Regions from separate parts of the Mus musculus genome. Here all the other regions are linked to region 1. A link is a contact called in public promoter capture Hi-C data. All regions are on one chromosome and are shown on one strand. Each heading gives the region's core, a stretch centred on a gene start, on an enhancer-like site or on the middle of the called end of the contact. The rest is flanking DNA. Distances are from core to core; before and after follow the strand shown.

Region 1 (6,716 bases), core at 2,736-5,235:
ACATTCACAAATTTGCTAAAAGAACCTAAAGGAGAAGGGCCCGGGGTGGTTACCCAGCTCTCCAGGGGACCCCTCAGGTCTCCCGACTTTCTCTCTTTTGATGGCTCCTTCCCTCGTGCACGTGTGGCAAGCACTGGATCACTGAGCCACATCCCAGCTCCACCTCCAGTGAGCTTCCATGCCACAGCCAGAAGCACTTCATGTGATCTCAGTCTCCAGAAACTTCTATGTTGGTGGAAGGATTTCACAGGCCTTGCCTGAGGCCCCAGGCCTCACTTCTGTACTTGTTCACCCAGCAGCTACTCTCTGCCTAGGGCCTTGAAGGCTGCCCTGAGCCTGGGAACCACAGGCCTCTGCCCTGAGTTCTTCTGATAGCTTGTTCCTTTGACTCAAAGACAGCCTCTTGAGTCTCCCTCTCCCTCTACACTATACCCTGAATAGCCAGATTCCCAGGACCAAAGTGTCCTTTTCCACCACCCCAGTATTTTCCACTCTGGAGGTACGTCAGAGGATAACCCTGGGTGTTGGTCCTCAGGTGCCACCCACTTTCTGTGTGAGACAGGTCTCTTGTTAGCTTAGAATATCACCGTGTGGCCGTGGATCTGCCTATCCCTGCCTTCCAGCTCCATCCCTGGGAATGCAAGTGTGCATCCCAGCACTTGGCTTTTAATGTTTCTTTCTGGGGCTCCAACTCAGGTCCTCACACTTTCAAGGCAAATACTTTACTGACCAAGCCAACTCATCAGCCCATCCCCAAGTGGCCCTTGACCTTGAGTGTCCATCAGAGTCACCAAGGGAGTGCCTGCACACCCAAGTTGTTAGGATTTAACCAGTGGTTTCTGGATGGGAGGTATAGGGAGGGTGGACTCATGGCTCTGCATTTATGACAAACTCCTAGGCCATGTGGAGGCCACCATACAGCAAATCTGCAGCACTTTCCTCATACCTGTGCTTCTGGTCCCCACCGGTCCCCTTTCTCCTGTTTCTTTCTTGGCACTTGTCACAATTTTCCAGCTTATTGCCAAGGATTCTCCTTCTATATTCTACATAAGACTGAATCCCTAGGACTCTCACCATAGTGCTAAACAGTAAATAGCTGCTCAGTAAATGTTTGGGAACACTAAAGAATAACCCACTCACACTGTTCCTGGGTCTGAAGAAAGCTGATGCTGAGGGCTGGGAAAGTGGCTCAGTGGGTAAAGTGCCTCCCATCACACTTAACAGTCTGAGTTCAATACTCAGGACTCACATGGCGAAAGGAAAGGAGCATGCATGCACCCGCTGCATGCACAAAATAAACAAATCAAAACCTAATACAAATAAAACAGAACACCTGTGCTTCCTGACCTGTCTCCTGTGTCTCGTCACACTCGATGGCTTGGCTCTCGTTGATGTAGATGTTTCCATTGCGGATGAGCCACACGACTCCGCTCAGCAGCTGCACGAACGGATTCACGGGATCCAGAACCTCCTCCTCAGACAGGTACCTGGAAGCGGGGAGGCAGGAGGTTCACTCATTGGCAAGAGCAGCTTTGGGTACCAGGGGCTTCTTGATGCTCATTTTTCTACAGTCTTCCTGATCCTGAAATTAGCATCTGTTAGACTCTACTGCCCTGGCTGCTTAAGCAAAAGTCAAACAGCCAACTAGACAAAGCGTCTGTCAGCACCAGCCGCCTGGAGCTCCACAGACACTTGGAGACAACCACACAAAGACTTCAGGTTCCCGAAGGCATAACCTCAGCCAGGCCGTTTGAAATGGTTTGTGCCAGATGACACTGCAACTATTCCTACCTTGGCCAAGAGAGCATATCCCCTGATAGTCTAGGAGGACTTTGTTGTGATGCATGCTAAAGAGGCAAGGCTGTGATTGGTGCAAACACAAACCTTCATTTGCACTGGAGGTGTGCTGTGATTGGCACTGACACCCCTTCTTTGGATATATAGGCAGGTGTTCAGTTAGTTCAGTTGGAGTGTGAGCTGGAAGATGCTCTCCTGTGTGCCTACACAGGAAATAAAATTCCTCCTGAGCTATAGCTATGACACAATGAAAGAACCTTCTTCTCTTGCCATCTTTAGTAACATGTGCTGACCTCATAATAAAAGAAGTAGCAGTGAGCTACACATGGACAGGATAGGCAGCTGTTTGGCAGTTAACAAGGGAGGATGGGCTGGAAAGACAGAGCATTGGGTAAAAGCCTTCCCACCACACATGTGAACCTGCGTTCAGATCCTCAGCACCCATGAGAAAGCTGGCTGGAACAGCACACACTGTAGCCTTAGTGCTGGGGTGGGGTGGACAGAGGGAAGCAGGAGGGCCCTGGGGTTTGCCGGCCAGCCAGGTTAACTGAACCAGTGATCTCTAGATTCAGATTTTGTGTTAGAAAATAAGATGGAGGAAAAGAGAATAGAAGACATTTGAAATCAAACTCTGGTCTCCCCTCAGGCACACACAGATGCACACACATTTAAAAAAAAAAAGTAGGAGGTGAGCAGGTCAGTGGACCATTGTAAAGGAGCAATAGGGGTACTGAGACAGTGATCATGACAACAAGTCTGGAAGGGAGTCCAAGAGAGGAGCAAGGGAGATGGCTGGAATGTAGAGAGGTTGAAGGACAGAGCCAGGGAAGAGAAACTGCAGGCGCTGGTCACTGGCAGAAGTTTTAGGATCTGTGAAAACCTAAGATCAACAGTGGTGACACTGGCTGATGTTGAAGGATGAAGAACCAGATACATGGGCAGGCCCAGAAATTGCAACCAAGGGCTGAGAAGAGTTGGGGAAAGCCCACTTCCCAGCCTTGGCAAAAAACGGAACCTTGGAAGAGAACTGGAACACCAGATGGCGCTACCTTCTACTCCTGCCTGCCTGCTGTCAACTCTGGCTGCTGTCAAATTTCAAGAAACACAGAAACTTCCAAAGGCTGCCCTCAACAAGCTCCTTGTCTAACCTGGATTTTTATCAGGACAGCAAAAGGCCTCCAGCTAGCTGTCTGGGACTGCTCCATAAACTCTACACTATTTCCAATTGGTTCCATGGCTTCGTTGAACACGAAATGTTTCTCTAATACTACACAAAGTTCACTAGGGCACAAACTGTGTTCAGGCTCACGGTCGCCTCCCCAAGTCCCCACACACGGCCTGATCACAGATTATTCAGTGGCACATGAATAAACTTAAAGGAAGGAAGGTGTCAGCGTCATTACTCGGAAGAAGAAAGACAGGAAGTTTGGTTAGGGACCTGGACTCGGAGGCATGGCTCTGAAAGAACATCAGAGACCCTTTGCCCTCTACAGCCCCGGGGCTCCCTGCCTCCTCACCCGGTGACTATGGTTCCATCGCGTCGGATACCGAACTGCGCGTTCTGCAGTCCCCCTGAGCTGCTCACCAGCCGCCCGTCGCTCACCACGTTCCCCAAGCACTCGCCAGTGCTCATGCGGAAGAAGCCACCGTTCTGAGCGATGCGGCAACCGGCCGGGACGGCTGTGTCCTCCACAGTAGCGCGGCGCTTCTGCGCGCAGCCCCCGGCTCCTCCGGGCTCCAGCACCGAGAAAGTGCGTAGGGGATCGGCGACCCGCGTCAGGTGGCCGGCCACCGCGCGCCCCTCGAAGTGCGACACGAAGGTGCGCACGGCCGCGTGGTGGCTGGCGCCGGGGTTCGTGGGTGGCGGAGGCCAGCTCTCCTGCTCTGGGCTACCTGAGCGCACCCGGGCGCAGTCTCGCGAGGGACGTCTGCGCGCTAGTGGGTAAGGCAGCAGCAGGTCATCGTCGCGGGAAACCCTGCAGGGACGGGGCGATCGTGAGGTCGGAGGGCTGTGCCTGAGAGCGCTCAGGAAAGGTGGACCCCAGCCAGGCTGGCCCCGGCGGCTGCACTCACCCGAAGCTTAGGCTGCACCACGCCACCCCGAGTAAGCCGAGCAGCGCGGGTATGAGGAACAGCCCGGGCCCCCTGGGCGCCGCCATATTGGATTGGTGCTCCGGTCACGTGGGCTCGCCCCACGTGATTCCAGGCCAGGCTGTTGGGTGCTTTGATTACGCATTCGAATTCCATCAGAGAGGGTAAGGCTGGAAGGGAGATAGATAGCTTTTTATTCTCATATTATGTCAAACTTACAGAAAATTGCAAGAACAGATGCTGGGCCTGTGTAAGTCTGTACAGAACTTGCTTCTCGTGCTTAAAGCCCTAGTTCCTTCTGTGTTGCACAAACCAGAAGTGGTGGCCCACGCCACAACCCCAGCATTCAGCAGAGGCAGGAGAATCGGAAGTTAAGAGGTTGGCTATTCTTGGCTAGTTAGTTAGTTTGAGACCAGTCTGGACTACTTGAGACTTTATCTGAAAGACAAGAAGAGGAAAAGGAGCCTAGGGGGTAAGAGGAGGAAAAGATGGAGGAGGAGGAAGAGGAACTTTTAAGAGTGAAGCTCGAGGCCAGCCTGGTCTACAGAGTGAGTTCCAGGACAGCCAGGGCTACACAGAGAAACCTTGTCTCGAAAAACAAAACAAACGAGAGAGAGAGAGAGAGAGAGAGAGAGAGAGAGGCTTGCAGCCCACTCGTGGTGGTGCACACCTTTCATCCTAGCATTTGCTAGACCTGTCTGACTGGATTAACTCTTGTGTTTTGGGTAGCTTGGTTTATCTTCGTTTTTGTTTAATTTTATTTTTGAAGCAGGGTCTCTGATTTATAGGTAGGCTGGCTTGAAATTCAGTGTGTAGACTGGTCTAGAGCCTCTTGCTTCTACCTAATCCCCAAGTGATGGGATTAAAGGCACAGGTCCCCAACCTGGCCCTGTTTTGGGTATCTTAGAATGACAGGTCTCCACTCTTTCCTCCTCTTGACCAGAAGAAACTAGTTTTCCTCTAGGATATAGGAACGACTGGCGAGATGGCACAGCACATAAATGAACTCGCTGTGCAACCTGAGATGAAGACCCTGAACCCATGGAGAGGAGGAAGAAGAGAATTGGCTGTAGAAAGTCTGATCTACATGTGTGCACCACTGCCTATGCACCCACTTGTATCTCACACACAGACCATAATAACTGACTGACTCAAGCTTTCAGGTGACAAGTGTCCTGTGTTATAGTAAGTCCCGAGCCTGGGATCCTCCTGGCGAGTGTCCCCTTGAAGCACGGCTTGTGCTTCAGTGCTGCCTGTCAGAGGCTGCTCTTCTTAGGGCTTACCCAAAGGCAGAGCCCAACGCAAAGTCCAGTTCCTGACCTCCTCAGGGGCATTGTCAATCTAGTAGGTGCCAGGGATTTGAATAGGTTTAAGCCCCTTTCTGTCTACAGTGAGCAGTGTGTGTGCTTGAAACCAGAGCCATGCTTCTTGGGGTCTGTGTGTGATCAGGCTCAGCCATCTGTACTGAGCCTTGTCCTTCCCAAAACTCATGGTCTTTGCAAGGCCTCAGAATGGGTTTCTTTGTATGTCTGGGTTTCTTAGGCACAATTTGTTTAGATGAGGTCATCCTAGAACTCAGGGGATTGCAAACCTAGTCTGACTGCTGTACTGAGAAGAGGCAGATACACACAGGGGAGGCAGGGCCACATGGAGGCATTGCAGCCACTGGAGAGGGGCAGCCACAAGCCAAGTGATGTCTAAGATGTCCAACAGCCACCGCCACTCAGAGGCAGGCAGCAGACTGAGCCCAGATTCTTCTGAGATCTCCAGAGAGCCTGCATGGCTGGCGTGCTAGTTCTTAGAAGCTCACACAGCTAAGAGCCAGCAAACAGCTCTTCACAAATGACTCTGAGGTCTGAAGTAAGCATAGCTCACTCCTGTGAATGCTGTTCAGAGGCTGCTTCTGGGGGCTGTGGTGTCAGCTGATCTGCTTTGATACCACTGTGTCGATGCGGCAGGGCCATGTCTCTGTTCTTTGCTAAAGGCGGGCAGCCAGCAAGCCAGGCCTGCCAGCATCCTCCCTGACTCCAGAAGTTCTCTGGCTGTCAGGAGCAGGCTACTGATAAGGCAAGTACTGACTTTGCTCTTACCTCTTTCAAAGTCTGATTCTCCCCCCAGAGGTGCTATCCTGTTCAAGCTTGGCCGACAACTGAGCTGGCGAAATGTTTTTGTACACGTGTAAAGTTTACCCCTGTATTATTTCAAATGCTGATTTCTTCATCTCACTCTCTGGTTTCCATCTGTGCACATGGCTTTGTTATATTAACTCTGAGAAGCTTCTGTCTCAAGTTTGTAGAAACATTGTTCCTTATTCGTTCTCTGCCTTGCCAATAAAAGCCAACAGGCCAATACAGAGCTTTAGAGAGAATAGGTGGAACTTGTGATTCTAGGAGGGGTGGAGAAAGAGACAGGAAGGAAGGAGGGAAGCCATGAAGAGAGGCTGAGGAAGCATCAGAAGAGAGCTGGAGCAAGAGAGGAGACATGCACGTAACAGGGATATGAGTGGGAGGAAGCTGGCCAGCTTGCAGGTTAGAATGGAGTAATGATTGCTCAGTATCTGGATCAAGGCAATTTTAATAAATCTTAGCCTTTCTGAGTGGTTATTGGGGACCAGCAAAGGCAAAGAAATACAGCTGCCAAATTAATTTACTATTTACTCTATGTTACATAATAATTCATGTCTATCTGTCTGTCTGTCTCTGTCTGTCTGCACCTGAGGTTGATATCAGGAATTATAATGATCATTCTTCTACCTTATTTATTGAGGAAAGGCCTCTAAATCAATCCTCCATGACTAGTCTCGCTAGCTAGTTTGCTCTGGGGACCCT
Region 2 (6,716 bases), core at 1,065-3,564, 610 kb before region 1:
GACCCTATGTTGAAAAACAAAACAAGCAACCACAACAAAACCACTGACTATGTCAATGTCCCTTTGCCTCAGTTTCCACTTTTGTAAAATGGGAATAATGGGAGTTACTCTTGAAGTTGTTGGGAATACAGTGAAAAATGTAGAGAGAAAATAGTACAGAGAGAGAAGTGGTCTCCTTGAGGATGGGTATTTAGGATAGAATCTTGTATCCCCAGCCAGCTTTAAAATCCAGACACTCCTAGCTCAGCCCACTGAGGACCAGCTGCCTGGATTGAGGCCTGAGTTACTTCTACACCTAATTTAGCAGTCTGTCTTCACTCCTTTTTATTTACGTATTTATTTAGTTTTTTTTTTTTCTGACACAGGCTCACTCTATGTGGCCCTGATTGTCTTGGGACTTGTTATGTAAACCAGGCTGGCTTTGAACACATTATTTTTAAATGCTGATAAAGATCTCACTTTATACATAGCCCAGGTGGCCCTGGAATTCACTATGTAATTCAGGCCAACCTCCAACTTGTGGTGGTCCTCCCAAGTGCTGGGATTTCAGGCTTCTGTGTTTAATCTTGTTGGTTTTGCAGAAAACATCCAAATTTTGTTTACTTTTTTCTCTCTCAGTAGTTACGAGGACACCAGCTAGGTTGTGAAACTGGACCAGGCTTGACATCTAAGGGACCACTTGCCTAGTTTATAGTAAGTGTACCTCCATGTTCCCAGATTGCAGTGAGGAGGGGTCATGCCTCACCACCCAGCCTTGGATTCCAGTCTGAATTCTCCCTGGGAACAAAACAAAGAAAAACACTCTGAAGTTTCTTAGGCTCAAGCATTCCTCAACTGAGGTTGTTGGCCTTTTGTCGCTAAAATGGCACAGCACCTGGTGTCCCCCAATGATACTTTTTTCCCCCGTTATCAGGGACTGAACCTAGGAACACGTGCTGAACTACTTTAGCTCCTGAATAAGCTTTTTTTTTTCCTTTTTCTAAACAGATTTATACTAACTAGTACACCAGTTTCACACTACCGATGTGCCTCAGTTCCTGTAGTCAGCTTAGGTGAGATACTGCACTAGGGCTGGGTTAACAGAATAACAGAATAACTAAATTGCAGATTCAAGATGCCGGGAGAGGGCGCTTTGCAGTCCCTCGCCTCAGACTCTAGTGATGTTCGGCGGCCCTTTAACAGCCTCTTCCTGGAAGCAAGCTTTAGGTCCCAGAGCTGGCCTTCTCCGGGTCCATCTGCCAGCTAATATTTAACCCGGCAGCACTGCGACATTATCCACACAGGGGAAATGGGGGTGGGGGGGCATTATCCCCGCCTTACTCCTGGTGAACCGACCTCTTCCTAAATCCCTTTCATGTATTAAAAGATCATAAGAATCTAATATGTGTCTTCGTTCAAACCGAAGCACCCATCATGACTACATAATCAGTTAAGAGCACTGACTACGTATCCATTTGATCACCACATCAGGAGCACCAATTATGTGCCTACCTTCGCACCAGACCAGGAGCGTGTGCCAAGAGCAGTGCCTGGGAATGGGGATGCCCCATGATCAAGATTCATGTCTTGATGTGGCTCTGGCGCAGACCGAGGCATCAAATGCCCGAATAACAGATTTCCAACCCGGAGTCAGTACTTCACCTACTGGTGATGCTGACTTTGAAGTGCCTTTTCGTTTCCTGAGTTCAAGTCCAACTTCGGATCAGGAGGGCTGTCTTTTTGAACTGAGATTTGTCACCAGACAGGTAAAAAGATATTAGGCGTGGACTCAAGACTCGCCCAAAGAAAACACTAAAGAACGCCAAGTCTGAGCTTCCCAGGAAAAGGTGGGAAACAGCTTGGCTGCGGTGTGCAAGCGTTACTGACTTACATCCACTTTTCAGTGACCAACTCATTGAACTTACTGACGCCAAGTGCGATGACCCCGGCGGCGCTCAGATTAGGGGACCCAGGTTGTCCAGGCGGATGTCACCAAGATAACGGAATCCTGGATTGGTTGTGCCAGGCCTTGTGCTTATTTCACCAGGAGGGCAACTGAGGCTGAAGACAAGGCAAAGCTGGAAGAGAGAAGCGTGGCCTCGAACCTGTCGGAATTGAAAGGCCTTTGCCTGCGCGGTCCTGGATCTGGACTGGGCGGGGAAATCAGGGCCTTCCAAGAGGCATTTCTATCACCTCCGCGGCAGCCAAGGGCCGCGGGGGCCCTGGCCAAGGTGACCCCGCAGGGGGAGGCGAGGGTCCCCGCCCCTCGCCCGCTGCGGCCGCCTCCATCTTCCCGGTCCTTGGGGCTTTTCCTCCTGGCCGGTTCGCCCGCCCCTCTCCCAGGCTTCCCCCAGGGGCGGGATATCTCGCCCTGCCCCCCGCCCCCCAGGCCTTGTCCTAGCGCTGCCCTCGGGCTGGGGGCGGGACCGCGGCAGGCGGGGATGGGGGGGGGGGGAGTCGAGGAGGACGCGCGTCTCTGCCGTGGCGGGGCTCCCTCCTTCGCTCCCCCTTCCCTCCGGTGCCCGCTCCTGCGGCCGTCCGCTCTCCTCCCCTCCCCGGGCCCAGCCTCCCCCCACCCCCACCCTCCACCCCCCGCGCACGCTCCGTCTGGCAGCTGGCGCTCCGGGCCTGGGGCCGCAGTAGTGAGAGGGGTTTGTAGGGAGGGCGGGAGCGAGCGAGCGAGCCGCGAGGGAGGGAGGGAGGGAGGCCGCCCCCCGCGCCCCTCCTCTTCGCCCTCCTCCAAGGCCGCCAGTCCCTCCTCCCACCCCCTCCCTCCTCTCCTCTCCTCCCTCCCTTGCAAAGACATCCCCGCACAGCCCGGCCGCCGCGGCCACCTTCCCTGCCCCGAGCTGCAGATGTGGCGGAGCGGCCGGGTGCCGCGCGGCGCCAGGGGAGCCCGTGCCCCGTAAGCCTCGCGCCCCGGCCCCCGCCCGCCCCGGCCCTCCCCCTCGCCCGCTCCCCGCTGCCCCAGGACCGCCGGAACCCGCAGCCGGAGCCAGTCAGCCCGGCAGCCGAGGTAGGAAGCCCCCGGGCGTCGCGCCGGGAGGACGCGGGCTGGGCCAGGGACTTGCCTGGTGCGCGGGGCAGCGTAACCAGAGGGTCGCCTCCCCCTCCCGCGTCCGCGCCTTGCTCCGGGCCATTGTGAGCCCTCGCTGAGGCCCCTGCGCTCGTTGGTTTTGCGCTCTCCCTTTCTCGCCGGCTCCCTGGCTGGGTCCTTCGATTTCACCGTCTTTTTTCTCTTTCCTTCCCTCCTTCTGTTTGGGGGCCGAGCTGAACTGTGGCCCGGCCCGGGGCGGGCGCAAACTTCACTGGGGAAGTTGGGCGTCTTCAGTAGGGGTGCTCTGCGAGGTGAGAGGGGGCCACCCGAAGCCTGGGCATGAAGTTGTATGGGGCATCTGGCAGCCACCTTTGCTCACCGGTGAGCTCGGGTTATTTGGAAGGTACCCTCCCTTTCTGGGTAAAGTCCTGCTCTCACTACCCTTAACAAGCCTTGGGGGAGGCAGAGAGGGGGGCGTCCCTTGATTCAGCACTAGGAGTTGGAATATTGTGTAGCCTTTGGTCCACTCCTGAAGGGTGGATGGAAGCAGGTGAGGGACCTGGCTGGATGGAGAGGGTGAGTGATTGCATCCTCAGGATGGGTCTGGAAAAGAGGTGACGAGGCAGGTGCATCCCCCTCCTACCAGGATGATGCTTGCACCTCCCCGCAGGCCCCCTAGGATGGGGCTGGAATCCAGGCTGGCACCTGGACGCCTTGGCACACTGCCCTACCCAGTGGGATACTCAGGCCACAGCAGGGCAGCATGCTGCCTGTCTGCCTACCCAGGAGGGCCCGCCCAGCCCAGCCAGAGGGTGGCGGGGAAGCACTGGTTGCAGGGAGTTGCCCAGCCCTGCCCTGGGGCCTGGGAAGCTGGAAGGGATGCTGGGAGGAGCCCTGGGCCCCCAGCCATCAGGGCCCAAGATCTTGGCTCTAGAGGGAATGCTTGACACCAAGGGGGCAGTCAGGCTAGCCAGTGGCCCTACCAAGACTTGAGCTCCCATGGGTCTGGCCAGGGCTAGGGCCTGCGTCTTGGGCTTCGGTGGCAGGCACCCTGCACGGCTGTCTCCCTGTTGTCCTGGCACCCAGGAAGGAAGGTGGGGTTGAGCCATGGCTAGGGAGACAACTGCTATCTTAGCTAGCTTTCTGAAGCCCCTAGGCTCAGGGAATGTAAAACTGTCCCCTTCAGTGTGCCCAGCTCTCCCCAGGCCCTGCTCTGGTGGCACAGTACCACAGCTGTCCCAGCCCCAGCCCACACATCCCTCTCTAGTGACCTCAGAGCCCTCTCTCTCTTTTCTTCCCTCTGGGCTCAGGCTGGGCCTCTCAGCTGGCCCTGGCTTGCACTGGGGGAGGGGTCTCCTAAGACACCCTTTGCTGAACTGCCGTCTAGCTCATTTCAGGATCCAGTCCCAGTGTAATATGTCCCTGTCTGCCATCAGTCAAGCAGGAGGCAGTGCCAGGCTGTGGTTTTGTGGGGTGGGGAACCCTTGGAAGTAGCCCTGTGTCTTTAGCCTTTCCCCCCTCCCCCTTCTTTCCGGAGCTACCATTAGTGCTGACCCCCTGACCCCCTATGCCTGCCTGTCCTTCCCTGTCTGTGACCCCTGACCTTTGGTGTTAAATCCCTCCAGCTGGGTCTCTCCAGCCTCAGAGTGACCCTAGCCCAGGCCCCCTGGGGCAATCTGGCTCTTGGCTCTCTATGCGGGGACACCTGCCAGCCCTCCCTCCTAGATTGGGGGTGGGTGGGAAGCCAGACAATGAGTCACCCCACTTCCAGGCACTGCTGCTTTGGGGGTCACTGGCCGTTAAGGGACTTGCTGGATCCAGGACACAATTTGTGTGTAGGGCATATGGGGGAAAGCTCTTGGCCAAGAAACCCTTTTTTTGTGTCTTGGGTTCAAATCTTGGCACAACCATCAGCATTTGAGTGTTGCTTGGCCTGACTCTTCCCCTGTCCAGGCCTCAGTTTCCTCATCTGTAAAACTTAGGGTCAGGCAAGGTGAGATAGCTGAGTCCTAAGATGAGGCTGGCCTGTGGGTGGGGGCAGGGAGAAAGGATATGTCCAACAAAAGCCAACTCTCAATTATCCGTGGGTGGAGCCAGCATGAATAACTGGATGCCACAGACATCCCAAAACCTCATTTTAAACAATAGTGGAAACCTCTTTCCGCAAAGCTTTTGTTTCTGAAAAACTCAGCTGCAAAAGGGTACTTGTAGTCATTTCTTCTTTAGCCCTCTTTGCTTAGTGTGAGTGTGAGTGAGGGGCTAGAGGGCAAATTGGACACAAGACAGACAAAAGTCTGCCAGGGCCACTTCTCAGGACCCGGAGGGAAGCTGGACCTCACCTCTGCATCTCAGGCTGTCTTCCAAGGCTGGTTCAGCCTTGGCCCTGTGTAGTGGGAGGGTGCACTGGCCACCTAAATTGTTCCAGGGTCTGTGCTGGCTTTGGCGTGGAGGGAAGAATGTGGTTTTCCCATGCACATTTCCGTCTCCCCAGCTGGACTCTCCTGGAATCTGAATTTCCCACTTATGGGAGAGGGCGGTGCCAGTGCTGGGCAGGGTTTGGGGCAATCCCAGAATGAGGGAGGAGAAGGGTAACAGCTGTGGCTAGGGGACCAGATGTTGAGGCTGGGGCCTGCAATTCTGCTCTTGGGGAGGCATTTGGGGTGCGCGCGCGTGTGTGTGTGTGTGTGTGTGTGTGTGTGTGTGTGTGTGTGTGCATGTGCTATGTTGCTCCTGGCTTGATCCCCCTTGGGCCTTGTACCCAGTTGGGAAATTTGGATTCCAGAGGAGAGACTCTCTCAGTCAGGGCTGAGTGAGCCTTTCCCAAGGCTATCCCTGAATCCCTTCACTGGTCATCAATGGTTGTCACTTGGAGGCCATCCTTACTGAGTGGGAGGGCCCTTTCTCTTTTCAAGGATGGTGGGGACCCTATGGCTGGTATGGGTGTGTGCTAAGCAATGAGGTACCCTCTCTTATCAGACACAAGGGTCTCTGGGTGGAGATAGAGCATTTGGGTTCTCCAACCTCTGCCTAGAAGTCTCTTCCCTAGGAGCTGTGGAGCATCCTCACACCAGCCTGAGTTAGAATCCAAGCATGCATATGGAAATTCACCTCTCAGGACAGCAGAGCCGGGTGATGGGCCAGTCATCCACCCCTGGCCCAGCCTGCTGCCAGGGGAGTGTGGACTGAGGCCCCAGCTAGGCTTGTGGGACAGTGTTTTTCTTAGGTGGCTGCAGCGGGCCCCACCCTGGGGAGTTCTAACACAACACACAAGCGTGGCCAGGTTGGGAACTGGGCATTTTTAACAAGCACCTCCATGGCTGATCACAGGGACAGGATGGAGCAAGCCTGCTCTGCTAGTAGTAAGAGGCCATGTTCGCATGACTGTCTGCCTGCCCCCACCTCTATCTTCCACCCTCTCAGAGTCAGCCCCCCTACTCACTCTGGCTAATAAAAATGGCACAAGTTCCCCAGTACGGTGTTGAGGGGTAGCGCTGATACCCTCCTAAAATTCCTCCCTGGGAAAACCCCAATCGACATGCCTTCCACTTGCCTGGCTAACTTGGCAAAGGGTGTGTTTGTATCCTCACCTGAAATTGCCAAACTTGTGACTGAGACTCATTTATCCCAATTTGATAGTGAGGAGACTGAGGCTCAGAATGGATAAGGGCCAGTGGGCATGTGGGCATGGGAGGGGTATGCC
Region 3 (6,716 bases), core at 1,847-4,346, 560 kb before region 1:
GGCAGACACAGCTCAGAACTAGACAAGTGAAGAAGGCTTCCCTGGGGCTGAGCAGTAGCAGGCAGGATGGCTTGGTTTTGGCTAGGCCACTGAGGAACGGGTGTTTCTTTGATTCCAGTGTTAGGCAGAAGCCAAACATGACAGGGGATAGAGTCCCAGACAAGGAGAACGTTATATGCCAAGAGCTTATAGCAGGAATTGAATTAAGGCCTTTTGGGGATAGGAAATGTGGTGTGTGGTGACCCTATGCAGTGAGGAGATAGCTGAGACTCAGGTGGGCAGGGCCAGGTGAAACAGAACTTGCTGAATCAGAAGTTCTGTCTGCAGTAGGTGATAAGCAATTAGAAGGTTGTCATTCTTGTTTGTTTTGTGAAACTTGGGAGCTGTGATTCAGGGCCTTATACATGTTAGGCTAGATGGTACGATTTAAACAAAGTGGGGAGGGAACGAGACGGGTGCACAGACTTTTGAGGCAGGAAAGGTTGGGAGATTGGGAACTAAAGGAGCAGAGCACTGGAGCAGAGCTGGGGACAACTCTGTACTGCCCAGGAGAGAGCATGAGAAGAACCCCGAGAATTCCACGGGAGCACGGGCAGTTCACCAACTCTCTGAAACACCTCCTGAAGAAGCCTGTTTAGGCCTCCCCTCATGCCACCCCCTCAGAGCCTGCCCACTGACTCAGGTGTTGGGTGGCAGGAGCAGGAAGTCAGAGAGGGCAGGGCTGGCTCCTCTGACAGGTCAGGCCAGTCCTCCTTGCCTCAGGTAGAGCCATCTGGACATCTCTGCTAGGCAGGAGCATCCAGCTGCCCACTGCCTAGGATGGGCAGGGAAATGGGGTCACAGCATCCAGCACTAACAGCCAACACCTGGCACAGGCCTGCCTCTAGGCCTTGTGAAGAGAGCCAAGCTGTGTTTGGGTCAGGATGCAGAACACACTTTGACTTGACAGAAGGCCAGACGGGAAGGGATACTGTGCCCATACCTGTGCTGCTGCTATGGTCACTATGGTCACCGCCTTGAAGGGTTTCACTGACATCTGTCCAGAGTCTACCCCAGATCCAAAGTCGGGGAAAGGCAAAGGCCTGGAGCTATTCCTAACTAGAAGACTAAGGATGTTGCCACCTACTAGATGGTAAGAAGTGACTACAGTCTGACAATGTCATGAGCCTGCCAAGTGCCCTGTGATGATACTGTGAAAGAACAGGGGGGCTGGTGAGATGGCTCAGTGGGTAAGAGCACCCGACTGCTCTTCCGAAGGTCCAGAGTTCAAATCCCAGCAACCACATGGTGGCTCACAACCATCCCGTAACGATATCTGATGCCCTCTTCTGGAGTGTCTGAAGACAGCTACAGTGTACTCACATATAATAAATAAATAAATCTTAAAAAAAAAAAGAAAGAAAGAAAGAACAGGGATAGTGTTGCTGGGGGACAGCAGCTCTTGAACATCTCCGCTATCCCCTCCATTCATGCCATATATCCCATAGATCTGTCACTGCCATCCAGGCTGGGCCAAAAGCATCCCACACTCTCTTCCCTTGTGGGGACCTGGGTGGTACCTGGAGAGCAATGAGAGACTGGACAAGATGGGATATACTGGAAGCTGTGAGTTCTAGGAGGATGGGGCCTCAGAGGCCTCATGGTTCATGGGAAGTGGCTTGGGACAGTCTGACTGGAAGTCACAGAGCACTTGTGTATTCCCTCTGTTTTGCTGGTACTGGATATTGATCTAGGGCCTTATTTATCTCAAGTGCTCTACCACTGAGTTAAACCTTCAGAGTTTTATTTTGAAAAAGGTCTTAAGGAGTTATTCAGGCTGACCTTGAATTTGTGATCCTCCTGCCTCAGTCTTCAGAGCAGCTGGGATGACAGACCTGACTTACAACACTCGGGGCTTGAGGAGCCTGCCATCCAGAAGATTGGTGAATCTGGGGACAGTTGCCACCCAGCCTTCAAAGACGTCCTGTTTAAGACAAGCTCGGAAAACTAATTGTCATGTGAAATCACCCAAATTTTCAATTCTGGAAATGACATCCAACTTTCAAACCTGCCACACAGGCCAAATGAAACACCTGGGGTCAGTCCTGCCCCCAATTGTGGGGGTGTGGATGCCCTGCCTTTACAACACAAGTACCAGCTGAGGCCAGATAAGCCTCCAGATAGTGTGACCCAGACAAGGCCTTCAATACAGACCCGGCGGGAAAGGGATATGATGGTGAAATCCAGGAGCTGAGTTGGGTCCCCAAAGGCCCTGAGGCCTGACTCTAACCACAAACCATGGGGGTGGGGTGGGGTGGAGAGGATGACCATTTTCCTGGAATCCTACAAGGCAGGGGATTTTTTCTGAACCAGCCCCTGGCACAGCACCCTCCTGCTTAATCAAGGGCTGCTGTCAACAAACACCTAGGTCCCTCCTACTGCTGATGACGTCCCCAATCCTGCCTCCCATCCCAGGCATATTCTAGTCTTGAAGCTTTCAGTAACTGAGGGGCTTGAGCTGACATATGCTCCTAGGTCCCAGTCTCTCATTTAGAGCTGGGGAAGGTGACCAGGGATGCTGTCATGGCTACAAAGATCTCAAGTCCAGCATTAAGAGATTTTATATAAGAGGCTCTTGGAACCACTTCATGTGGCCTTTCTAGCTTTTGAAATTGGAATTAGCTAACAACAAAAACACATTGTGAGATTACGCCTAAAAAATCTAGATTTGTATGAAAAATCCTCAGTTTTGGCAGACTGGGTTGGTCATGGGGACTCAGCCATCATCCCTGCTGGCCCCTACAATCTACCTCTGCTTCTCCAGCTCTTTACTGACCCTAATGTCCACTTCTTGAATTTGTGTCACCAGATATTTTTCAGTTAAAAAGCAGGAGCCTGTCCAAATGTCACACAGCAAAAGATAGACTTAAGCCAGCCTAATAAAATCACTCCTCACTGGGATCTGGAGGTATATCTAGGTGCAGACTAGGCCTGCTTAGTGCAATGACCCATTCAGAGGAGGTGGGTGTGTATAGGCTTGGTCAAACCCCGCCTCAGCCAATTGGAGGAAGCCCCGCCCTCGGTACAGACGGTCCCACCCACTCCTACATCTTAAGCAGAGACCAGCCTCTTACGAGTCAACTTCGAGTCTGGAGCCGGAGCCAGAGACCGGGGCTGGGAAACCCCAGCCCGGGACGGGACGCAGCAGCCTCTGGATCCCGGGACCCCGGACCTCTCAGGACCGGCCAGAGGTGAAGGACTGAGGCCCCACTGAGGCCTTGGACCGCACCGCCTGGCTCCTTCAGCCGCAGTCGTCTCCTGGTGAGTGTCTAGGGGCGAGGGTGGGGGCGACAGGCGGAGCTGATCACACTGGAACAGCACACTAGCACATTCTCCAGTGGGACTGCGACTGCCGGAGCGAGGGGCTTATCCCCGCCTCGGGCGGTTACCTGGGCGGGAACGTCCAGTTGCACCCCCCTTCCTGAGTGGGTTCAGGGGCCTCCGTTGACCCTCGGGAGAGCCAGGGCGTGCGTTTGTACATGGCTAACCTACCCGTGAGGCTCTGAGTAGACAAAATAAACACCCCCTCCCTTGCTTCCTCCTCCCACGACTGGGCCCTCTGGCGTGACCAGTTTTATGAATCAACCCTCTTTTAGGGGATGGCCCAGCCGTAGTCTGGTTACTTTTCCCTCACGGGGGTCAGACAGTCTGGTGCCCTTGTGCAGAATGGTTGCTTGGGATCCTCTGGGCCTTGTCACACATGGCAGAAGCCACGAATACACAGGCAAGCCTGGAGAGGACCGGGAATGGGGAGATTGATAGGTGTACCCCCAGGTGAGGGATGAACTTTGGCTAACCATAATCTTTAGTGCTCCAGTATCAGCGCATCTCATCTCTACCAGTAATGGGCTTTGCTTGGGCTGCAGACCCAATGGCCTATAGCCAGTCTAGTCCTTTGTGTTCCCCAGCTTGCAGCTCTGGGGCCAGAGGACTGCTTAGGTTCCTTGTGGTCACAGGCAGGCCAGCTGATTGGTGCCAACCACACTACCTCACCCCCATTCGTTAACGATTACCACACCAGGGTCATTGACTGCTTCTATTGGATCCCAGAAGCAGCCTCTGCAGTAGAAGAAACCCAAGGCTCAGGAGTTCCCTTGCTTGTTTTTTGCATTAATAGTAGGTGATGCTCCAGGAAGAGGCACCAAGAGAGCCTTCTTCCCTATCTGGGTCAAGAGTTCCTAGGGGAGAGGGTCTGGCTAAAAGGTAAAAGGTCCCTTCCCCCTAGGCTGCTGGGAAAGCAGAGATGTGGGTGGGCTGGAGCCTTGTGAGGGGCTACATTGGTATGGGCAGTGAAGGCCAGTATGGACCCAGCTGTTAGCATGAGCTGGAGCAGGCAGGTGGGGGATGGGAGGGTAGTCCCTAGAGTTTACTGTCCTCTCCCAGGGGAATCAGCCCCCGGGGAACTTCTGTAAACAGAGTGTCAGAGGCAGGAAGAGGGCTCTGGTAATGAGCAGCCCAACTGGATTCCCTCCAGACCATTATCTAGCATCTCCCATCCAGAGAGGAAAGGACCTAGGAGCACACATGCCAGCCCAGGGAGGGGGACAGACGCTGCTTGTCCCCAACTTGCCAAGCCTCAGAGTTGCACACCAGAACAGCCACCTGAGATCTGTGGGTAAAGAGGGCACTACGCAGAAGGTTACTGTGGCAGAGTGTTTGGAGACCACTCTCTGGAAGTGGTGGGAGAAGAGAGAGTACAAGAGGCTTCTCAGACACTGTAAGACTTATACTTTCCTGAGCAAGTCCTCTCTGGCAGATAGCCCTGGGGCCAAGAGAGATAGCCAGACATGCATGCAGGCAGGCAGGCAGACAGACAGTCAGGCACATGCTTAGGTACATGCACACACACACACACACACACACACACACACACAACACACACACAACACACACACACACACAACACAACACACACCACACACACACACACACACACACACACACACAGAGTCACTGCCATTCCAGATATCCCCAGCCTGGGTTAGTTAGGATAAGTACTAAGGAAGAGCCAGGATTTTTGTGGCTAGGTTCAACTGGAGTCCCAGGAAAGTGGGGCTCCATTTGGCAGCAGGAAGTGGTTCCTACCTAACCACCCCCAGCACAGTTCTCTTGGGTAAGTGCCTAAAGTCATTCTTGACCACTGGCAGGTCCTAATCTTATGTGAAGGAACCAGTCACCTTAGATCCCTTAGAGCCCCCCGCCCCCTTCTCCCAGAGCTGTGGAACCCAAGGCCCTTGTGTTGCCAAGAAAACCAGCTCCCCTCACTGCTATGGAATTTGTGTGTGCTTTTGGAAAAGGGAGAGGTGTGTGTGTGCGCTCGTGCGCACGCGCGCGCACACACACACACATATGCAGGAGTGTGGCCCAGAGGGTGTGTGTGTACACGTGACGGCAGCAGGCCAGTAGGGGTGCTCTGGCATCGTTGGGAGGACTAGCCCTCCTTCCTTTTATCAGTTTCCACATTCCAGAGTCAGCCCGGCTGCTTTCCCCAACCCCTCAGCCTGCTGTCCAGGCAGCAGGCCTCCCCCGCTTTTCCTCATTCCAGTCTCCCTGGGTGTGAGGAGGCTTCTTCAGGCCACCTCAGTTTGGGGGCGGCTGGGGAAAGGCAGAAGGCCAGTTCTTCTTTAAGGTTGGGAACACCCCCTCCCACTCCCCCCCCCCCCCAGCTCCTCCTGGGGAATGCAATAAGACTCTGACATTCCTGGAGGCTGCCTAAGAGATCTCATTAAGGAGAGAGCTGGCTTGCCTGAGGGAGCTGGGGTGGGTTGAGAGCCTTCAGCCCCAGCCACTGGACAATAGTGACAACTGTAGGGGCAGAGTGTGGTTCAATGACCAGTTCATAGACCCCAGAAGGGGTTTCTGTGTGTCATACAATAGCTGAGGGTTCATCTGAGATTGCTGAGTAACTTGTAGGACAGTGGTGTGACAAATGGAATAGAGAAAAGACCCTTGTGAGGCCATTGCCTTCTCAGACTCCTGTGCCGGGGAAGCTTGGGGTGGGTGGCCTTCTGTGGTGACTAAGGTGTTGTGGAAGGTCCAGGGTTAATTGCAGGGTTACAGCTCATTCAGTGGGTGACAGGCCCTGGGCAGGGACAAGGCAGTAGGAGGCCGAGCCCCAGGAGCGGCACACCTGCCACGCGTGCTGACAGTGTCCTTCTCCTAGCCCACATCTAGTTGGGCCACAGCCACCACATAGCTCCTGGGGCCACAGGTGTTCTTGCCCAACAGGTGGCACCTCTCTTAAGATGGCACAACCTGCCACCCCAAGGGTTCACTTAAGCCAGAGACTGATCTTAGTCACTGATCTATCTCCCTTGGCTGACAGGTCTGACAGCAGCCAGGTCACCCACCTGGGTGGAGACATGCCACCTTGGCCACACCTACTCCAAGACCCAGAATCCTTTCCTGGACAAACACAGCAGTTGCCCAATGGATGTTCTCGCGGTCCTTTTGGCAGTCCCTGTGCAGACGACCCAACAGAGAACTTTACTCAGAATATAGCTGCTTGACTCTCCCCACAGGAATGACTTAAAAAACATAGACAAAGCCTAGGGAATTGCAGCTTAGAGAGCTTCCTAGGTAGGTGATCTATCCCTGCAGCTCAGATAGGAAAGCCCTGAGTTAGCTATAGGCAGAGACGGGACCCAACACAGGGAAGGGAGTTGGGGTGAGGTCAC
Region 4 (6,716 bases), core at 2,336-4,835, 520 kb before region 1:
GCAGCAGGGTTGAGGGACCAAGAGAAAACTGGGAACAGGTGAGGTGGTTTACACCTATAGTCACAGCCCCTGGGAGACAGGGCTAGAGGAATCCTGCAAGTTGGAGGCCATCTTGGGCTATAAAGTGAGATGCTATCGGAAAGCAATAGGATGGGGGTGGGGTTAGAGAGTGCAAGTGGAGAGAACTTGAGCAGCTTTGGCTCCAACTCTGCCTAGAGTCCCTGGTGAGGAAAGAGGCATTTATCTGTGCTAGCTTGGTCTATCGATGTTGTCACAAGCAGCCAAGGGAATTCAACCACACAAAAACTCATTTTGGTTTTTTTGTTTTGTTTTGTTTTTTTAAGTTTTTGGTTTTTGGGGTTTTTTTCTTTTTTTTTTTTTTCTGTTTTTTGTTTTCTTTGAGATGGGGTCTGAGTAGCTCAGGCTGGCTTGCATCTCAAACTCTTCCAGATTCAGCCTCCTGGAGTGCAGAGATAGCAACACAACACTGTACAAGGACTTTTCAAATCTTCATTGTGATCAATCCCAGCCCAAGGTCCAATACAAGGAGGGGGATTGTCTGTGGGGATGGCTGAAAACAGAAATACCATTTTCTTTCCTCCCTGGCTAGAACCACCACCATAGTTTACATATAAGCAAGATCTGACTGCTATATGTTGACCAGTGTATAGGGGTCTAAGGCCTGCCCCTCCCCACAGCCCACTCCATTCCAACTCCCCACTATGAATGGAGTTTGCCCTTTTCCTGACCCTATCTATGATGATAATGTCTGAACCTTTTCTTCTATGTCTACCTCCCTACCTGGGCGGTCAGAGTTGAAAGCGATCAAGCTGCAGCTTGATTTGATGTGGTTCCCGCATGTGGGGGTGGTTACAGCACGAATATCACTGATCCAGGCCTGCAAATGAAGAATAACATGGTTAGTGTCAGGTCTCTCCTCAGGGCCATAGACAGGGCCATAATGCAGGAAACTGTGTGTGTGTGTGTGTGTGTGTGTGTGTGTGTGTATGTGTGTGTGTGTCTGGTGTCATCCACGCAAATCACCCACTTTGTTTTTTGAGACAGGGTCTTTCCCTGAATCTAGAACTCACAAATTCTGCTAGGCTGGCTGGTTAGTGAGCTCCAGCCGTCCTCTTGTCTGTGTGGGTGTGTGATGATTGTAAGCATACATCATCACTTAGGTTCTGGACATCAAACTTATGTCTTCATGCATTATAGCAAATATGTTACTAATAAAGTTGTTTCTTCAGCCCTTAAAGCTGCACCATTAGAGCAGTATTTTTTGGGATAGATATTTGGATTTTTTTTTTTTTTTTTGGTCTGCCCCCACTCAGTCCCTTAAAAAATAGCAAATGTTCTTGAAATAATCTAACTAGCTCAGAGGGTGATTCTATTTAGCAAATCAGTTCCCTAATAAGGATGAGGAGGCGGCTGTCAGAGGAAATGCATGTGTCTCTGGGGGGAATATTTCAGTTCAAAGAGTGGGAAGGAGCTGGGCAGTGGTGGCGCAGGCCTTTAATCCCAGCACTCGGGAGGCAGAGGCAGGTGGATTTCTGAGTTTGAGGCCAGCCTAGTCTACAGAGTGAGTTCCAGGACAGCCAGGGCTACACAGAGAAACCCTGCCTCAAAAAGAAAAAAAAAAAAAAAAAAAAACAAGAGTATGAAAGTGGCAAGGAAGTGACCATCTAACAGAAGATGGGTGTGCTCCTGTGGCTACTCTGCTGAAGCCAGGGCCCACGGCCCCTTGTGAACATCACACTCAGTAGGGAGAAGATAAAGATCTGGCTTCCTCAGAGCATGCTCCGCCCTGGATGAGTGAAGGCAGTAATGGTGACACCCCGCATATGGGAAAGAAGAGCGCTCGCCCTGCAACTGAGATCAAGGACCCCATTCCCTCTGTTGGTGTCAAAGCACAGATCTGCAATCCTTCTTGCCTCAGTAACAAGCACTCCTGAGGCCCCCGGTTCTGTGGGCCTGTCTGATTAACTTACTAGAAGGAGGTCCATACAGAGAGAAGCCACAGAGCCCTGAAGGTCTCTCCAGATCCGTCCACTAATCATTACTGCACTCTTAGTAATAGTCTGCATCCAAATCTAAGCACTGTGTACTTCCTCTCAAGCTTTCAATGGCGCCATACTATACTCATAACAAAACTCAACTTCTTCCTCTGAAGGGCTGCCCTGTAACTCATCTGTCACCAGCTTTGCCTGGCTAATGGCCTCTGTCCACCCTGGGTTCACTTTCTTTTTTTCTTTTTTCTTTTTTTGGTTTTTCGAGTCAGGGATTCTCTGTGTAGCCCTGGCTGCCCTGGAACTCACTCTGTAGACCAGGCTGGCCTCGAACTCAGAAATCTGCCTGCCAAGTGCTAGGATTAAAGGCCTGCACCACCACCGCCCGGCCACTTTCTTTTTCTTTACTGGCTTTTTTTCTTCTCACCCTTCTGGCCTCTGTTGAAATCCACCCACCTGGGCACTGTCCTCCACAATACTATTACGTTCAACTCTACTTCACTTCTTTACATCACAGCCCACCACATACCCCCGGGTGTTCTGATTCTTCAGTGGATTTATATTGTGCTTGCTGACCAGAGGCTGTTAAGTTCCACAGAGAAGGGGAAATGTCACAATGTTCACTGTTTTAGAGAGCTGAGCAGCACACAATAGGTACAGAAAGGCTAACTGTCCAGAGAATGAAAATGGAGCACGGTTGTCCTAACTTGCTTTGGGACACTAGAGGTCCAAATAACACAGGGGGAGAAAGGCCAGTGCCTCACCGAGTGGAGTGTCCTTCTTGACACTCCATCTGGGATCCACCTGCTCTAGGCTTCTCCAGGCCCCAACAACCGCTAGTATCATCACCCCAGTAAAGGAAGAGCTTGCACCAGTAGACAAGGAAGAGTGGCAGAAACTCGAGGGAGGAAGCCTGCCTGGCCCCAGGGGCTCCCTCTCCAGATGATACCTTCCCTCTCACTGAGACCACAAGAAAGAGATGCATCTCTCCCACAGCCCGGCCGGCCCGGAGCAGGGGTGATCCTAGACTGCTGGAAGGGGGAGACCGGCGTCGACAGTTTCCCAGCCAGGTTCCCAGCAAGGCCGACCGGAAACAGAGGCCTGTTCGCGTCTGGGAGTGCTGCGAGGCCTCCTGGGGTAACAGGGGGAGGCGAACCGGCCAGGCCGACCTCCGGGATCACCCAACTACTAGGGCGCGTCATCAGACCTCCGGACTCTGTCCTCTGAGCAGTGAAGGGGCGGCCTGAACTCTAGGGTTCATCTAAAGGGAGAAGTTCCGGGTGGACAGATGGGGCGAGGTGGGGTGAGGGTCTTCACAACCCAGAGTGTGCACTGCACAGGCAGGCACTGGGAATGGCAGTCCTCCGGGACCAGAAGCCAGGGAGTGGGGTCCACTGGCCGGGCTCACCTCTCGGCGGGACGGCCGGGCCTCCATATGCCGAAACTTGGACACCTTGAAGCGACTCATGGCAGCTGGGACAGAGCAAGCTCAGGCTGGAGAACGAGGGTCGTCAGGTACTAGGTGAATGAAGAGAAGCCGCCCTGGACTCTTGCAGCCTGCCGCCTCAGCAGCCTGCAGCCTGGTGCCACGCCCTTATTGATGACAACCAATCGGAAGCTCCTGCGGCCTGCCTAGGCACGCCCCCACGTCACCCTTCTTCAGCGCGACGGCCTTCAGCCCCGCCTTCTTCAGAGGCCAGGACGACCTGAGAAGTCACGCCCTGATGCCTGGGGGACTACTGCACTGGTCGGAGGTCATGTGAGCCGCAGCTGTCCTACCGAAGGAACCACACTTCAATTGCTGCAGGATTAGACTTGCAATACTGGTCCCTGAGGTTTTACAATGACCTGAGAAATAGCAGGACAGAATTAACTAGACTAAAACTGGGAATAATCCCCGCGACCCATAAAAGATAAGAACCACTGAGACTCAATCTTTCTCTCTCTCAATCTCTCTCTCTCTCCCTCCCTCCCTCCCACCTCTTGTCTCCCCTTCCCTCCCTTTCTACCCCTTTGTTTTGAGTTTTATTTTTATTTTATTTTATTTTTGTTTATTTATTTATTTATTTATTTTGAGACAGGGTTTCTCTGTGTAGTCCTGGCTGTCCTAGAATTCACTCTGTAGACCAGGCTGGCCTCAAACTCAGAAATCCCCCTGCCTCTTCCTCCCAAGTCCTGGGACTAAAGATGTGCACCATCACTGCCCAGCCAAAAATACACATTTTATAATGCAATTTTTTTCATACTAGAGTGTATGATGATAATGACCAAGTGATATATAGCTTTATTCTCAATATCTGTGAGCATCAATTTTCCCTTAAAAATGATTTTAGCTGTGGATTGTAGCTCAGTTGGTAGAGTGTTTGCCAGGCATGTATGAAGCCCTGGGTGCCATCCCCAGCACAGTGACATAGTCCTATAGTCCCAGCATTCAGGAGGAAGATCAGAAGTTCAAGGTCAGCTTGGTTTACATAGTTCGGGACTATATAGTGAGAACCTGCCCAAAAAGAAAAAAAAGAAAAAGAAAAAAGAAAGAAAAGAAAAGAAAAGGGAGAAAGAAGGCAGGGTTGGGAAAATGGCTCAGTGGGTAATTATGCTTGCTCTTGGTTAGACTTGTTGGATCCCCTGGCCTTGTGAAGTGTCTTAAACTGCCACATGGGTGCTGGGAATCAGACTTGGGTCTTCTTCGAAAATAAGGAGAAACAAGTACTCTTGACTGCTGGGACATTTACTTTTGTTCACCTGTCTATCCCTGCCTACTCATCTGTGTGCACACAATGTTGGGGTCCAGGAATTGCCTCACAAATCACACAGACATTGATCTCGGTCAGACCAGGATGGTTTATTGATCATATGCTCCAGGATTGGTCGACCAGGGCCATGGTCAGGATTTCAGAACTGAGCCACTACCCTGAACTAAGATCCTACAGGGCTTTTAAGCCCAAGATCTACAAACATTTGTGCCAAGTTATTTCATCAATCGGGATTTAAAGACAGGAAGATTTCCTTAGGAACATGTCTTTGTTGTACACTTATCCTGCTCCCATTGGTTGGGGTAGTCAACTGTGGCAGGCAGGGGACTTGCCTTGTCTAATAATATTCATGTCCTAACTTGTCAACCAGGATGGGCTTTGTCTAACATTCATGTCTTTACTTGCTAACCAGGATGTCTTTTTCTGCCAAGTAGGATGTCAGTTCCTAAGGAGGTCTTGGGAACTTAAACTTTACTAGACTCCTACTCTAAATGGAAGTCTTACTCCAAATAGTTTCTTATATTGGTGCAGGTGCTCTCTTATGTTGGAGTCCATCTCAGGGGCAGCTTATACCATAAAAGCTCATACGCAGGTGCAGGAAGTGCTGCTGGGTGGTTGGTTCAGGTCCAAGCTTATTGTGGGTAACTATACAAAACAGTTCTACCGACTTCTATAGTGATTGATTTCCAGGGACACAGAACATAAGAGAATATGTAATCAGTCTTGGCATTAGAAAGTTTCCTAGTAACAGCAGAAACTTATGACAAAGTTTCCTTATGGTAGACTATCAAAGGTAGGTTCTCTGGAAGCACAGCAAGAGCTCTTACCTGCTGATCCTTCTCTCTAGCTCCAATAAAAATGATTCTTGCAGGGCTCAGTGGTGCCTATCTGTATTCTTAGAAATTTTCAAGAGTGAGTGGGAGGCTGGCTTGAGCCCACAAGTTTGAGACTAGCCTGGGCACTATAAGATTAATGACATTGCTATAGCGTGTACAACAGAGCCTGAGATTTGAGCAGTAGGAGCTCCAACTTTTTGTTGTTGCTGTTGTTTTTTGTTTTTTTGTTTTTGTTTTTCAGTTCATAGTCTTAGTCATTGTGCTGGAGATATTTGAATGCATTTGCTGCTGGATGCATTACAGAACTGTCCCCTCTCATTCCCTGCGCCTTGCCTTCCTCCTTGTTTCACTGAAATGCTCTTTGTTCCCATCACTGACACCCATGCACAAGCTCTCCAGCTGCCCTTGCACTTTACACTAGCTTCATAACTACTTTCTGCTTGATTGGTAGTTTTTGACCTTAAGAGTCTCAGAATCCACTGAGAATTTGGTTGGTGAAGGTTATGGATATCTATCCAGGGTAACATGCACACACATTTTGTGTACAAAACTGGGGGGTAGAAAGTGCCAGTGTGCTCTCTCTTGTGCACGTGTATGTGTGTGTGTGTGTGGTGTCAATGTAGACTGATCATCCTAAACCCATTCATAAGCCCTCAGATTCTCTTCCTTTTATTTGGGAGGGTGGTGAAAAATGTAACTTTCCTAACTAACCAGCCCCAGTCTAGCTTTCTGGCTTCATTTTCAGTTATGTATACTAAATTTAAGGTTTAAGCATATACTTCTACACATTTAGACACCAGCTTTTATAGCTTTTTTAAAAAATTTTTGTAATAAACTGATGACATGACTGTTCCATAGTATGCTAGACCTGGTAATTTGAGGAGAGAGAGAGGGAGAGGGAGAGGGAGAAAGAGAAAGAGAAAGAAAGAGAATCGAAGGGTTATAAGCTTGGGGAAGTGGGACCCATGAGCTGCAGAGTTTGAAGTTGGGGAAGAAGTGAGAAGAGCTAGGATGCTAGCATGAACTTTGAAATTTGAAACAGGTACTTTTGGTACAAGGGAGCCTGAAGGCCTGATGTGCTTTGGTATGCTAATAGTCACCACAGATAGCCACGTGTC

The links. Promoter capture Hi-C pulls out the DNA fragments that hold promoters and counts their contacts.
Region 2: a contact with region 1 is called in a promoter capture Hi-C map of liver, with 2.4 times the contacts expected there. The contact joins the promoter of D330022H12Rik here to the promoter of Nagpa in region 1. A contact is called at or near these places in 3 of 39 promoter capture datasets (cranial neural crest, liver and pre-B cells).
Region 3: a promoter capture Hi-C map of pre-B cells shows a contact between it and region 1, with 2.8 times the contacts expected there. The contact joins the promoter of Vasn here to the promoter of Nagpa in region 1. A contact is called at or near these places in 6 of 39 promoter capture datasets (the HPC-7 cell line, cranial neural crest, embryonic stem cells and 3 more) and 2 of 115 datasets of contacts at active chromatin or transcription factors (pancreatic cancer cells and trophoblast stem cells).
Region 4: a contact with region 1 is called in a promoter capture Hi-C map of stem cell-derived epiblast-like cells, with 4 times the contacts expected there. The contact joins the promoter of Coro7 here to the promoter of Nagpa in region 1. A contact is called at or near these places in 4 of 39 promoter capture datasets (cranial neural crest, embryonic stem cells and stem cell-derived epiblast-like cells) and 3 of 115 datasets of contacts at active chromatin or transcription factors (bone marrow-derived macrophages, memory CD8 T cells and pancreatic cancer cells).

Annotation. Positions count from the first base shown.
Region 1 is chr16:5,200,027-5,206,742 of GRCm38.p6, forward strand. It overlaps Nagpa (N-acetylglucosamine-1-phosphodiester alpha-N-acetylglucosaminidase), which reads right to left and starts at 3,986. Exons shown (of 10, transcript NM_013796.3): 1 at 3,871-3,986; 2 at 3,315-3,773; 3 at 1,348-1,487; 4 at 1-25. The coding sequence starts at 3,956.
Region 2 is chr16:4,591,941-4,598,656 of GRCm38.p6, forward strand. It overlaps D330022H12Rik (a long non-coding RNA gene), which reads right to left and starts at 2,315. Exons shown (of 2, transcript XR_875867.3): 1 at 1,492-2,315; 2 at 1-777. Glis2 (GLIS family zinc finger 2) reads left to right here and starts at 2,773. Exons shown (of 7, transcript NM_031184.3): 1 at 2,773-2,995.
Region 3 is chr16:4,636,849-4,643,564 of GRCm38.p6, forward strand. Vasn (vasorin) reads left to right here and starts at 3,097. Exons shown (of 2, transcript NM_139307.3): 1 at 3,097-3,300. All of the region lies in intron 9 of Coro7 (coronin 7), which reads right to left.
Region 4 is chr16:4,676,135-4,682,850 of GRCm38.p6, forward strand. It overlaps Coro7 (coronin 7), which reads right to left and starts at 3,586. Exons shown (of 28, transcript NM_030205.4): 1 at 3,418-3,586; 2 at 802-898. The coding sequence starts at 3,477.